Linked DNA regions of Zea mays: region 2 is linked to region 1. The links are chromatin contacts, called in public Hi-C maps. All regions are on one chromosome and are shown on one strand. Each heading gives the region's core, a stretch centred on a gene start, on an enhancer-like site or on the middle of the called end of the contact. The rest is flanking DNA. Distances are from core to core; before and after follow the strand shown.

Region 1 (4,304 bases), core at 869-3,368:
AGGTAGTGGCAAGGCTTCCACTCCTGCGTCCGCAAGGTCTGCCTGCATGAGCATGCATCATCGTCAATCCAGATTGCTTTGAGCTTTGCCACGGCGACGGTATAATTAATAAAGGCAAATTACGATGCTACGACCTTGCTGCCGTCCTCTTGGCTTTCGCTATGAACAGCGCGTTTCTTCCTCTTGGCGTATACAATATACCCTGTGAAAGCCACAGCGGCAGGTAGCTGGAAGAAGGTGATCAGCCAGTACGCGACGCCGCAGGGCCTAATCCTGATCACGCCCTGTGTGCAGATGAGATAAGACACATGTTGGACTGGAACATATTATATCAGAACGAGGACAATGTAACTGACGTCTACAATAATAAACATTTGCCATGCGAGTTGCATTGCATTGGAAGATTGCAATTAACATTTTCAGAGGTCTGAATTTGTTTGTGTACAGTGAACATGGAGAAACAAGATGTTAGGACTCGGATAAAAGGATTCAGAAATGGCCCAGAGCGCAAGTCGGCCTAGCTAGCTGCCACAAACATGCATGCATTTGACGCGAACCTTCCACTAGACTAGATTAGTGGCTGGACAAATCCAGTTTGGCAATCTTCTAGACTTTGGCTTTATCTCTATATGAAATATATGAAGAGGATACGAGATGATCTAAGCATGATCTAGATAGGACGCCGACGAGACGAGGCAAAACAAAAGGTGGCAGCACGATAAGGCCGGTTACTATCTCGCCTAAAAATGACCGAGACGTTCCACTCAAAGCAGAAAAGCAAAATGCAAACAGGGCTAGGCACTACACACTACTTTCCGTTTCCGCTATTATTATGGAGAGAAAGAAGGCGCATGATGTACAAGTTGCAAAAAAAAGCCCAAGTTACGAAAAGGCACATTACTTTACTTTCTTGCTATGTTTGTGCTTCTCATGGATCTGTTTCCCAATTAAGATTTGTTCGATTCATCCTTAATCCATATGGTGGATTGAATTAAATTAGGTGTGTTTAAATCTCAAACAAGTCATTTTTTTAATTTTTTTTCTAATTACCTCCAATCCATATGTAAAGGCGCCCCGTTGTTACAATGTTCGATGTCTGTACTTCCGGGAATGGCCATACTACAGGCCGATCGAGAGGCTCACGCGCGACGGAACACGTCGAAGTGCGGTGAGTTGATGGGAGGAGCCATGCGTACGTACCTTCCCGTGCTTATCGCCAATGAGGACATGGAGGGCGAAGAAGCAGAGCCAGATGATGACAAGCAGAGCCACGTCTCCCCACGGGAACCCCGCGCCATTTCCGCCGCCGCCCTCGGCGTCGCCGTCGCTGGTGCCGCGGGGCAGCAGGGGCTCCTTGCTGTGGCTGTGTCCACCGCGCGAGGACCTAGCCCCGGACCCGCACCCGCTGCTCTCGGACCGCCAGATCTTGACCCCCGCGCGGCACGTCTTGGCTGTGCAGAAGGCGAGGAACAGGGAGAAGAGCAGGGTGATGAGCCACTCCGGGAACATGACGTTGCACACCACCCCGATGCTCACGCCCAGGAGCAGGCACGGCTGGAACAGTAGCGCGATGTCGTAGTCGATCAGCCTCCCTCTCCCGCCGCCGCCCGTGCAGGCGAGGTTGTAGAGCACGTTCGAGGCCGCGCCGCCGGTGACCATGAAGGACGAGTAGGCAGTGGCGCGCTTCAGGCTCAGCCCCGCCACCAGGTTCAGGATGGGCAGGAACAGCGACCCGCCGCCCACGCCGCCGGCGCTCGACACGGACGCGGCCAGGAAGGAGAGCGCCCACGCCACGACGGTGCTCGGCCGGACGCCATGCGCCGCCGCCGCGCCGCCGCCCAGGTGGATTTCCCGCCACTGCGACACTTCGGCGACGAGGCTTTGGAGTGACGTGGTGGTGTTGGACGCGGCCGCCGCTGACAGGAAGGAAACCGCGATGGCGGCGACGAGCTGCGTAGTCCTCGTCATCTTTGGCTTCGGCCTCTGTTTGCTTCTCGGAACAGAGGGGAGATATGTCTGTGACTACTTTTGTACGCGATGAACCTTGTGTCTCACACACAAGACTGGGTTATAAGACTTAAAGAAAGATGTGTAAGGCCTGTTTGGATCCTACGAATTGAAACTAATATCTAATAAGTGCTTTCTATTTTATTACTAGACTGGTGTATGCCCGTGTTTTGCTACGGAGTAAACGTGTAATGATAAAATACATTAAGATGTAGAAGCATTAATTATCGTTCTATGCTCACGTGTATTTTTTAAAAGTTAAGTAGGTTTACATAGCTTAAAAATCTGCTAGAGAATATAAAAACATCATATTTGCTAGTGCAATATAATTTTTTGCTACAATGATTGAGTCAATAAATAGCATAGGCATATATAGGTGAACAGAATGTAAACATCGCCTGGTCCACGTCAAAGTCGTTGTTCGCGGTTGTGAGAAGTTTCTCGTTAGCAAAGATTGAGTTGGCCCCACCAAGGAAGCAGAGTGCTTGATCTGGCATGGAGAACCATATTCGGCCTGCTGAAAGCCTCACCGTTGCCCTTGGCATCACGATTCGAGCAGTGACGACCATGCAGATCATTCCCCATATCTCTGTGGAACATTAGTTAGCTTGTGCAATTGAAGACTCGTATATCAGAATTATTAAAAGACGACTGTTTTGTTGTGCTCTCCGAGCTTCACGGTGCCGCCACGATTCACGTCGCGACACGCGTCAAGCGTCCACAACCTCTCCCTCACGCCCCGGCCTCCTCCGCCTCTTCCTTTTCTCACTGTGCTCCACCTACTCGCACCCGTGGTCGGCCTCCTCCGATCTGCCCCCACCACGTACCTACAACACACCTTCATCCTTTTTTAGATTTCCTAACGACCATAATGTATCAAGCACAAACATAAGCGGTAGATGTAGGATTACGAAAAGCGTCAAGAGAATGGCTACATCAAAATAAGATGGGTGGTTTCAGATTTCCTAACGACCATGCTAAACAAGTTAGTAATAGATTTCTCAGGCACATCCGTGTATCTAGATCAGTTTTACCCAACAAATGAGAACAGGAAACCCACAGAGAATCTCTATGCTAAATAGCACCATGTTATTCGATGAGAGGAAAAATCACACCATGTCTCGTGACGCCAAAAACTACAGAAATATTGCATCGAGCTGTACCTCATGCTTCCTCCCCACTGCAGCCATCGTAATCCATCTGCTCCTCACACCCCTGCCTCTGCCATGACCATGAATAGAGGACAAATCCACCAACATTTAGAACATCAAAATTATTTGTCAGATTCTTCACACAATATATTTTGGTAGAGAATTTATATGAATGCAGAGAAAGCAATTTATTTCTATAAATATGGTCAAAGTTAGAGATTTGACTTCAAAATCAATTTATATGAATGGAGAGAAATCAATAATTTGTATGAGATGAGTTCAATGGATCCACTACAACCGATCAATATGATTTCCAATTTGCAAAGAAAAAACGAAACGAACGGATATCAAGGGATTTCAATGGAAGACATTGACATGTACCTAGTGCGTGTGAATTTTAGAACTCAATGGTGTCAATGAGGTGGGCAACAACGCACGTGGCCTGACATTTTCTAATCAAGAATGGCATGGACAGCTAAAACCAGAAACGATAGGCAATTTTCCACTCCCCATACCAAAACTAATCGCCTTAACTTGTTAGCTTGTTTTGAATGCAGCAGCAACAAGTGACAAGTAAGAAAACACGACAAAACTTTTATCTTAGTAAATAAACAGTATAGAAAAGTGCAATATATATAAGTGTAGAAACAAATAAGCCTCAGAAAGCTTATCCTAATGACATATAGATACATATAAAATGGTGAATGAGTGTGTTCATTGTTCAATAGAGAGCTGATTCAATATGTAATAGAAAGTATGAAAGTGAAGTACCAGTAAGGATCAAAAGATAAGAATTACTTGCCCCAAAAATAAACACAAAGAGAATAAGGTGGTTTGCCCTCGAGGCCTGAGCTGTAGGATAGTTCCCTCAGATATGTGCACATGCACATGATTAAGCAGGGAAGGGATCATTGAAGGATCAAGTCAATTTTTTAGTACTGACATATATAAAGAAATCATCACGATGTGAGGCATTTATTTATAAAATCTTCAAGATGCAAGTCATATTGATTAACTACAAAACATGATTTGAACAATAAATAGTGAAATTGAGATGAAATACACATGTGCAAATACAATATTCTTAAAATCAATGGAAATCTTCATAAGTAAGGTACAATTTCATAGAAAAAATACAATAGAGTG
Region 2 (4,304 bases), core at 751-3,250, 400 kb before region 1:
AGCAATACTAACATTAATTGCTTGCATATATACTTTTACACAGATCACAAGTATTCCATTGTTTAATAACTGACAACTGATAAATTAATACTTTTGTTTTACAGAATCAAACAAGAACCACTACACATCATAGACTCTACAAGCCAAAAAGGCCACCAAGAATGATGCATGCGACCACAAGAAAACCACGTTTTCAGCACTTATCTGCAGTGTCCCATCTTTTTCTATCAATCTTAAACATATGTACATAACCCCTCAACCACGCTACTCAACTATACAGGCAACTGAAGCACTACAACTTTGTTTATTTTGGATAAGGCCCGTTAAATATGGCATAAAACTACGGAAGATCATCATTTTATAACTTGATATAGTATATGCATAAACAGTTGCCCTTCAGATCATGATATCTACTACCTAAAAAGTGAATGATGGATGCAATGTTTTGTATGATAAACAGTTTCGAAATAGTTTTAGGATTTATACAAGTGTTTTATTACCGTAACAAAGAATTATTAATATTGCACCCTACAAACTCTTTTACTTAAATTTATACAAACGTTTAGAAATAACGCGCGCAAGGCGCGCGTTAGCCACTAGTTGATCAAGATGCAACTCTGCCCGACCGACGCGCGGAACTGGTGGCCGCTTGTTGGGTCGTCACGCTGGCGATGTGCTTACCTCATCTGCAAGGCCTGTTCCTTTCTGTGGTCAACTGTAACCGGGGTTGGGGAAGCTGCCATGCCAACGACGACGGCGCCGGTATCAACTACCGGGTGCGACGCCGTTGCCGTGCGCCTGGTTCTCAAGCTGGCACCGGCAGCATGCATTGACTCGATCGTCGGCTAGAGTCCCTTCCTCTGTCTACCTGCACATATACAATTATTATACTATTATCAAATGTTGATTTATTTACCCTCCTGGCGGTGGGATCTGGGATCGATGGATCCACCTTCTTGCATATTACATTCAACCGGGTAGCGATCCTTTGGATTAGATTAGACCGTACCGCAGGAAGTCCGGGACACGGTACGAGACAACGACCCGGAAGACCATCTCGGCCATGGACTCCCTCCCCTATCTGCAGACTTATACGTACAAATGAAAGAAGCCAGCTGCGGCTGCGGAGGACGGAGGTACAGGACAATCAAACTACCTGCAGAGTCGTCATGCATTGCTGTCCCATACGCACGCACGCACGCCACATGCGCGTCAAACAGAGGCTTGCGTATTGGGATCATACCAATACATACACATATAGGACAGGTCCAGCCTCCAGCGAAATGGCAGCCAGCTAACAGCATCCACTGTGTGCCAAATCTTTTTGACTTAAATTCATAACAGGGGTAGGTGTGTGTAATAAAGGAGTAAAGGATGATTCAGCGCCAGCCGTTCATCCATGTGCACATTGTTCTTCTATCTCTTTTATATATATATATATATATATATATATATATATATATATTGATTTATTGGTTACTCAAGGCCCAGATTAAAAAGAGCTGTCCGGATGCGCTCAGTTTCACAGTCTAATTTAGAATTTATACAGTATAGCTATGAACTAAAATCCTCGTTGTCAGTTACGTAGTGCGAGGCTCCTGCGTCAAAATTGTGCTGTAACTATTTTTAAACCCCGAGGACCCTGTACCAATGTTTACGAGATCTGGGAAATCGTTTCCCCTAAAACCGTCAGTCAGAACTCAACCCCACTGACGTGAACTTTGGTCTGTTTTGCTTGCGTGTCCTCCGTCTCCGTGAGATACATCCGGCGTTTCGAGTCCAACCGTCGCACCAGCCGGTTCATATATGTACTACGACAAAAAAAGTTGTAGGAAAAGACCGTCCGAGAGAGTCGACACGGAAAAACAGCCAAAGCGAAGCGTTTGAATGAGCCTTGGCGTCGAATCGAATCGAAGAGAGAAAGCCAGGTGCTGCGGCTGCGATACACGGAAATCACACCCCTGCCTATAAATACTCTCTCCACTTACCGGAAACTGACACCACCACCACCAAGCCAGCAGGTGCTGCGATACATTGCACACAACAACAACCCCAGCTCTGCCCCAGCCCGCCCACAGGAGTTCCCGCATCTCCCTCTGGTCTGGTCACAGGAGTTCCGAGACCTCTCCAATGGCGGTTAAGATCTACGTTGTGTAAGCATCGCCACCACCCCTTCTTAGTTTTTTTTTGGAATTCATGGTTATTCCCTTGGTTTCCGTCGCCCGCTCCTTAAAATCCCCCCCCCCCCCCCCCCCCCCCCCCCCCCCCTCTTTTTTTGTATATATAAGTTAGACAAAGACATCCTGATTTCAGGTTCTAATTTCCTCTTCCCGATTGTATATCCGTGCCTTTAAGACCTGTCCAGTGCCGCTCACGGTGTTATTCTTGATTGCTAGGGTTTAGATTGTGATCGACTCACATAAGATTAGTCTTACGGGAAGAATTCTCGAGATGAACCGTCGATTTTAGGAACTCAGATGTAGGATGCCTCCAGTTCCTACTTCCGTTCCGACCCATTTCTACTATTGTTGGTGAAGAAACGAGTGGGTGGGATGTGCTGCACTTGTAGTGCTCCGTGCTTCTTTTCATATGCAGGACACATGGTCTCGATCAATCATGACGGTGGGTTTGTGTCCTTGACGGAATTGATGCCTACTTAATGGGACCAAATAGTGGTGGGCTCCGGCGCTAGTCGTGCCCACCCTTTCTTATGCTTTTCTATATGCACATCTGTGCACCGGAGGTCCAATTTTGCCAGCCTTGCTGACTGGCCGGCAAAAGAAATTAGTGCCACTATTGTTTTAGCCCGTCAAGTTCATAACTGTGGTTAGATTATTGAAAAGAAGGTGCTTGCTTCCAGACCAAATATGCTCTTCGTCATATTATTCTATTAAAGATGCCTAGCTGTCAATTTTTCTATTCTGTTTTCAAAAGATCGACATCGATGTATAGCTAGTTATGTTTATATGCTACTAATTGGACTACTCAAAGTTTAATAACCGCTTAGCACATCCACTTGCCTGTATCATATTGATCTGGAAGTGAACATTGTAGATGAAACCCTGGACGGTGGCAGCCAAAATATATAAATATAATGCTTTGTTCCCCTTTTCTGACACCAAAACGGAAATTCTAACCTTACCTTCAGATGAGAGTTTCTATGTTCTAACCTATAAGCACAAAAATGTTGTGAGGATATTTGGATGTTTCCTCCATTGCATGTATTTGCGACCTTTTATAACAAATCAAATGGAATGACTCTGCCTTTCTTTTTAAAAAATACGTGATTCATTTGGATACGCCCTTTTCTTTTGACATGGTGGATGCCCCCCTTTTGTGATGTGGGTTCCCTACCCAAAAAAAAAAAACGCTTTTTACCGTTAAATGGCTCATTCATATGTGCAAGTCATGCTTCAGATCTTTTTTCTCTCCACATCTCTAGCCAGCTAAGCGATTCTTTATGAGGATAAAAACTATTGGCTCAAACTCTCTGTATGAAACACGTTCCGGGAAAAATGGCCCATAATATGGCAAAATGAAAAGGCCATCATATAGACTTTTGTTATATTTTCCTTTACATAGAGTTGCTGACCAGTTCCTGCTGTAGCTGTACAGTGAACTTTAACACGAATAGTACAAACAAATTTAACATTTGTGAGCATCTAATTAAGTGTTGACTTGAGCCCTAATAGTATTTGATTAATGGAGCACACTTTTAACTACAGGCCTTATTTGCACTGGCAAGATGGTTTTCTTTGCTTATATCATGTCTCTTTTTGTCCAGTTCAGTTGTTAACTAACTAGTTAATCAGGTATTAGCGGTCGCAAAACTGTATATTGTGATAAATGGTTTTGAGGGACATTTATGATCTGGTAGTCTTCATCATCAGGCTTTCTAACCACCAGAATGGAAGTTCAGCAATCCTGAAGACCTGATTACTTGGATATAAATTACATGCACTGCTGCACCTATACATAAGCCTAGCAACACATGTATAAATTTCTTCTAGAAGTAGGGCTTCTCCAATCTTCTTGTTTGTGATATACTTTTTTTTTGTTGTCCCGCTGTATGCAGACCATCTTTTCTAGAAGAAATAAAGCTGAAAGTGATATCTTAACTAAGAAGATATACTCGTAGTTTTATTTCCTTTCATGTCACTGACCCTCATAAAAATAATGTATTCTTGAATTTAGTATGGCTGCACATATCGTTTTTCTAGGATTGACTCTTCCATCACTTCAAAACTAAGGCAACAAAACAAAGCGCTTTATGGAGTAGTTGAATGACGTGTCTGTATGAAGTA

The links. Hi-C and Micro-C count contacts between places; a contact is called where the count stands out from the background.
Region 2: a contact with region 1 is called in a Hi-C map of bundle sheath, with 4 times the contacts expected there. The contact joins the promoter of LOC100283201 here to the promoter of LOC100276828 in region 1. A contact is called at or near these places in 2 of 25 Hi-C or Micro-C datasets (bundle sheath and leaf).

What each region holds. Positions count from the first base shown.
Region 1 is chr3:194,996,045-195,000,348 of Zm-B73-REFERENCE-NAM-5.0, reverse strand. It overlaps LOC100276828, which reads right to left and starts at 2,118. Exons shown (of 4, transcript NM_001150537.2): 1 at 1,201-2,118; 2 at 135-284; 3 at 1-42. The coding sequence starts at 1,968. It also overlaps the pseudogene LOC100501353.
Region 2 is chr3:195,397,683-195,401,986 of Zm-B73-REFERENCE-NAM-5.0, reverse strand. It overlaps LOC100283201, which reads left to right and starts at 2,000. Exons shown (of 4, transcript NM_001156103.3): 1 at 2,000-2,153. The coding sequence starts at 2,131.